Regions from separate parts of the Mus musculus genome. Here region 2 is linked to region 1. The links are chromatin contacts, called in public HiChIP or PLAC-seq maps. All regions are on one chromosome and are shown on one strand. The core of a region is the stretch at or near the end of the contact, and the rest is flanking DNA. Distances in the headings are between cores, read along the strand shown. Region 1 has its middle 17 kb from the start of Gm30057. Region 2 overlaps Oxct1 (3-oxoacid CoA transferase 1).

Region 1 (2,575 bases), core at 22-2,521:
TGTGTGTGTGTGTGTGTGTATGTATGTAAGTGAGAAGACAACCACAGGAGTCAGTCCTCTCCTTCCACCATGTGGATCCTGGAGCTCAAACTCAGATCATTTGGTTTGGAAGCAAGAATCTTTACCTGTAAAACCAACTGTTGGGTGTTATTAGCTATTTCAACTGAGCTCAACGATCTCCAGACATTTCTAGAAGGAAGAGTAGTCTAACAAATAGCTGTTGATAGCCTCCCTCACCTTCCAGGCAGTGATCAAATCCTCTCCCTAAGCTTCTCTTACTCTCCCTCACCCTCTATTAGGGAAATTCAAAGGATTTCCTAAGTTGGAAATGTGTTAGCATTTGCTGTCTGCTTGCACTTGCTGTTTACTAGCTGTGTCCTAAGTGCTTTGAATGAGTTACTCTGGTGTCCTCAGCATCCCAGGTGATTGTTATTGCTTACTTTTTATAAGAGAACCACAAAATTATGTAGTTTTCTCTTTTAGAAGAAGTAGCAGAATACATCACCCCAAAGCATGCCACTTTCACATGTTGATCGTTGTAGGGTAAGAAAGTAAAAGAAGCAGACACAAAAATATCCTTTTACCTCACCATCTCTGTCAGGAAGAGCAGCAATTCTTTCTCTCTTTCTTCTTTCTTTCTTTCTTTCTTTCTTTCTTTCTTTCTTTCTTTCTTTCTTTCTTTCTTTCTTTCTTTCTTTCTTTCTTTCTCTCTCTTCTCTCTCTCTCTCTCTCTCTCTCTCTCTCTCTCTCTTTCTTTCTTTCTTTCTTTCTTTCTCCTTCATTTTCAGTATCATTTTAAGTTTTTTTCCTCAATGGCTGAGGACAACCCCATCCTTTATTAACTCAGAGAAAGGGACAGAAGAATATTCATGGCAGACCCAGCTAACTGGTCTCTGTCTCTGTTGGTCACCCACATAGGATTCCTTCCTACAGCCTGAGCCATGCTGGAAGCTCAAAATTCTTTCCCTTTGTTTTCTCAGTTCTCTGATCATTGTTTTCTCCAGACATTCTGTATGAGTGGAGGCTGTAACCATCCCTCAGAGTCACCTACCCCATCCCCTTCCCCAGCCACCCCCCCTCCCCACTTCCGAACACACGGTGTACATGTTAATACCTGTGCTTGTTTTACTAGCCAATCCTTTGCCAATCTTATTCACAGGGCCCCAGTCAACAAATTTAAAATCTAAAGAGAGGAAACATAAGATCAGTAGTTGATGGAGCAGGCAACCAAGGACAACAGTCAATAGTGCTGTGTGTGCCAACCACAGAGAGGAGAGAAACAGGAAGTGTGTGGCAAAAGGGAACCTTGTGGTCACAAGAGAATGGTTTCAGGGACAAGAGAATTGGGTGCACATTTTACATACCAAAGCAGACCTGGTTCTCTCAGGATCCCTCAGTCCCTACCTGGCATACCTGCCCCCAACCCTGCCAACCCTGAATTTTCCAGTCCAGGGGCTGGGCTGCCCTTCCCCACAGAGGCTCTTCTCTGTATAATCCAGACTCTCTCTCTCTCTCTCTCAATCTCTCTCTCTCTCTTCTTCCTCTCCCTTTCTCCTCCTTGTCTCTGTGACTGTTCCCTTTTTCTCTCCCCTCCCCTCCCCTCCCCTCCCCTTTCCCCATGGCAACTCCACTGGCCTCAATCTTTGAGGCAAGTGAACCTACCCACCCAAGAGCAGCTTCCCAATAAACTTGCCTTTAACCTAATCTAATCTAATTTGGCTAATTTCACTGGCTGCGGAGAAATAACCTATCAATAAGTACTAGGGGAACCTGGAATGTTTGTTAGCTTACAGGGTAATTCCATCAAGGGAAGGAATGCTGTACCTGTTTTCCATCCAGAAGGCTGCGAGAGGATGGATGGATGTGCATTCTAGCCTGGTGTCCTTTGTGCTGTCTGTGTGGCCAGAAACCACACCAGACCCTCCCACAAACCCTTGCTCTTCTCAGCCAGTCTTCAGAACCTATCTAGACAGAAAGCGTTACACTTACTTTGCAAAGAGTCTTTATTTAGCTTACTGTCTCTCAAACAGATTTATAAGTGTTTTAACATGCATACAAGATTGAGTTCATTATCATCAGAATAAGTCTTCACCAGACTGTGCTGTGCTTAAATATGGCTAAAATAAGCTAGTCATGGGCAGACTCCCAAGGTACTGGTTACTTAGTTGTGTTGAACATAACTGTTGGTGGAGGTTGGAGACTCCTGCAGCCAGGAAGGAGACCTGTTCACTGGTGTAATGGAGGGATAATTTAGTGAAGGTGGTGCAGGCAGGAAGAGCCTAGCTCCTGCCCCTCCTCCTGTTGTGCCTGTCTTGCTTTTCTCTCACCTGCCTGTGCCCTGGGGGCAGTGGCTTCTTGCCTTCCTCCCTTTCTAGCAGGTCCAGCCAAGCCTCCTTTGGCTCTTCCTCAACTTTCAGTAGCTAAACGAGTTAATTCATTAGAGAACCCAAAAGGACGCTGTGTTTCAGCGAATAGTCCAAATGCTTTCTTCCATCCAAATTTCCCATTAATAAAACTTATATACTTTAAACCACCGATAACTTTCTTTTATTGAAATAAAAAAGGACACAAAGAT
Region 2 (2,575 bases), core at 55-2,554, 810 kb before region 1:
GACTGCAGGCATTAGGAAGTGAGTTTTCCGGAGACTGATCCTGTCCTGTGTTCTTTGTACAGGTGTTGGCTACATGGCCACTCAGCTTGTAAAGTCCCTTTGGTACATCTATGTAGGGTCAGTTTTCTATATCACTCTATATTAGGTATCTACAGTTTTTTTTAAAGGATAAAACTGCCATGAGAGTCCCAAGGTGGGAACCCTCTGAAGAGAAGTGGGGAGGGGACAATGGGTGGAGGGATTTCTAAGGACAGGACTAGGAGAAGAAGAGGAAGGGGGGCTCCGACTGGGATGTAATATGAATAAAAAAATAAATTATGTGAAAAACTGCAATGAGATTGACTGTGAAATCTTCTTAGAAACAGCGGCCTGTATTTCCTCCTCTTGAGGGCCACATTCACGTTCTGCTGGGCTGTGTGGTCTGCACAACTCACTCATCCAGCAAGCCCAGACTGAGTGCTTATTCCACCCTAGAGAAGGGATGTCAGCCTGTGTGGCTACAGCCCAGAGAAGGCTTATGCCTGTCCCTGTGTAGACCTGAGAGTTCCGAGGAAATAAACAGGAAGCCTGTAATTGCAGCAGAGGGGAGGGATGTGTTAAGTGATGTCTTTAGAATACATGATGGGAACACAGAAGATCAAGGACCACAGATGGAGAAGGGGGTGGAGAAAGTCTAGCAAGGGGAAAAGGTTGTACAGAGGTGAAAATACACAGAATCCAAAGAAAACACTGTTTGAGAACAAGGTCAGAGATGGAGATCCTGAGGCAGGAGGCATCTTGCTCAGGGCTCAGAAGGAACAGCATGTGGACTAGAGGCAGGAGTGGGAGGAAGGCCTGATTGTGATCTGCCTGGAGGGACTTCATCCTGAAGGACAGAAGATGGCAGGCGATTAGATGGCAATTCAGCTGACAGGAGACAGGCTATACCATGGATTCTGAAAACCCCATCAAAGGCAGGGAGATCAGCGAAAGGTCAAAGACGGTGAGCGTCTGAACTAAGGTGGAGGCGGCAGCAATGGAGAAGAGGGGGGTCGCTCAATCAAGAGACACTGGGGAGACGGTTCATCCAGCTGAGCTGCCTGGCACAGACACACGGGACCTAACAGAAGAGTGAACTGGGGTTATTAATCCAATGGCCCCTAGCAACATCCCACATGTTTAACATGCAAAGGTGTTAAGTATGGCAGCCTGTGGGACAAACTACTAGCATTTCTTTCAACGACCACTTGCCTATGTTCTGTTAACAGGCTCACCAGTGCCCATTCCGATTCACAGGGCTCCTTCATGATCTGTAGGCTTGCTCTTCCCCTCCCCACAGCATCCTGCACACCACATCCCTCGAGGCCTACAGTTAACGAGAAACTGTTAATCATTCAGAAATCTGTGCTTCCTACCCACCAGAGGCATAAAAATACCTATACAATTTACATTCTCTTTCTTTCTCTCTCTCTCTTTCTTTTCTCTCTCTCTGTCTCTCTCTCGCTCTCTCTCGCTCTCTCTCACTCTCACTCTTGCTCTCTCTCGCTCACTCTCTCTCACTCTCTCTCTATAAAAGAAAATTAAAGGCTAAGCAGCATTTCCTTTCCCTTCCTGGTGCAGTTTCCGTTAACAGGTTCCAATGAAGTCCGTGAAGGAGATCACACACAAGATCGACTTCACCTCACCCAGGGCAAAGAGGGGAAGTGGCAGGGCTGTGGCTTCTCATCTACCCAATCTTCCCCTAAGTACAGAAGACAGTAAGCAAACCCCCACCCCATAGTTTCCTACTTTGAAAACTTCTTTAAAGGGGGAAACAGCCTTATGGGTTAATAACATACTTGTCCACTAGAGGGCTCCAGGTGCCGGAGATACTGTCTTCTTAGTGAGTAAAGTTTTCTGTTCTTTCTCTCTTCTGGTTTTCTTTCTCCTTCCTCTTCCTCCTTCTCTTTCTTCCACGCCCTTCCTCAAGCACCCTTCCTCTAACCTGCTCCTGAGACTCAGGCCCTGCTTGACGTTAGCAATTCCCCCTCCTAACTTAGCTTCTTTCAGCAGCCTGGTGCGCAGCAGAGCTCAGCAGCTCCCTCCTAGAGATGGGCAGAAAGAAACCTAGAGGAGTGATCTTTAACTCTCCACCCACCAAGTCTATCTCCACAACCTGTTTAGGCATCAAACCGTTTCTTGCTCCCCGTTCTACCTGGTACCATCTTTTAGGGCAACCTCATCTGCTTCATCTGCTTCTTCTGCTTCTGCCCCTACAATCTACTTTGAATATGGCAGCCAAATAACACTTTATAAAACATAGAAGTAGAAAGGGCCACCACTCTGCAAAGGTAGCCTTCATTCGGAATAAAGCAAAGTGCTCTAGAGCAGCAGGCAAAGCCTGCCAATTGCACGCCTTCTCTGTCTCTGACATCATTCCTGCTGGGCTAGTCTTCTGTCACTTCTCTGCCTCTCTGTTGTCCCTTCAGCTCCCCAGGTCCTGCCAGACATGCTTCCCCAAGGGCCTTTTCCTGTCTCTGAAACTATTCTCTGCACGGCTGGCTCCTCTCTCACATCCTTCAAGTGTGGGCTCAGAGGCGACCTTAGCATCATCCTG

What was found. HiChIP or PLAC-seq counts read pairs in DNA pulled down with a chosen protein or histone mark.
Region 2: an H3K27ac HiChIP or PLAC-seq map of T-cell acute lymphoblastic leukemia shows a contact between it and region 1, with 4 times the contacts expected there. The contact joins two enhancer-like sites. A contact is called at or near these places in 2 of 484 Hi-C or Micro-C datasets (the 3T3-L1 cell line and CD4 T cells) and 3 of 115 datasets of contacts at active chromatin or transcription factors (T-cell acute lymphoblastic leukemia, embryonic stem cells and pancreatic cancer cells).

Annotation. Positions count from the first base shown.
Region 1 is chr15:3,233,062-3,235,636 of GRCm38.p6, reverse strand. No RefSeq gene overlaps it. Among named protein-coding and RNA genes, the nearest start is that of Gm30057, 17 kb to the left of the region's middle. Within about 2 kb of position 1,271, at least 97 of the 459 cell types and tissues checked have an H3K27ac peak or open chromatin away from gene starts, as enhancers often do. A contact at or near this core is called in T-cell acute lymphoblastic leukemia, where this site is marked.
Region 2 is chr15:4,042,575-4,045,149 of GRCm38.p6, reverse strand. All of the region lies in intron 3 of Oxct1 (3-oxoacid CoA transferase 1), which reads right to left. Among named protein-coding and RNA genes, the nearest start is that of BC037032, 16 kb to the right of the region's middle. Within about 2 kb of position 1,304, at least 77 of the 459 cell types and tissues checked have an H3K27ac peak or open chromatin away from gene starts, as enhancers often do. A contact at or near this core is called in T-cell acute lymphoblastic leukemia, where this site is marked.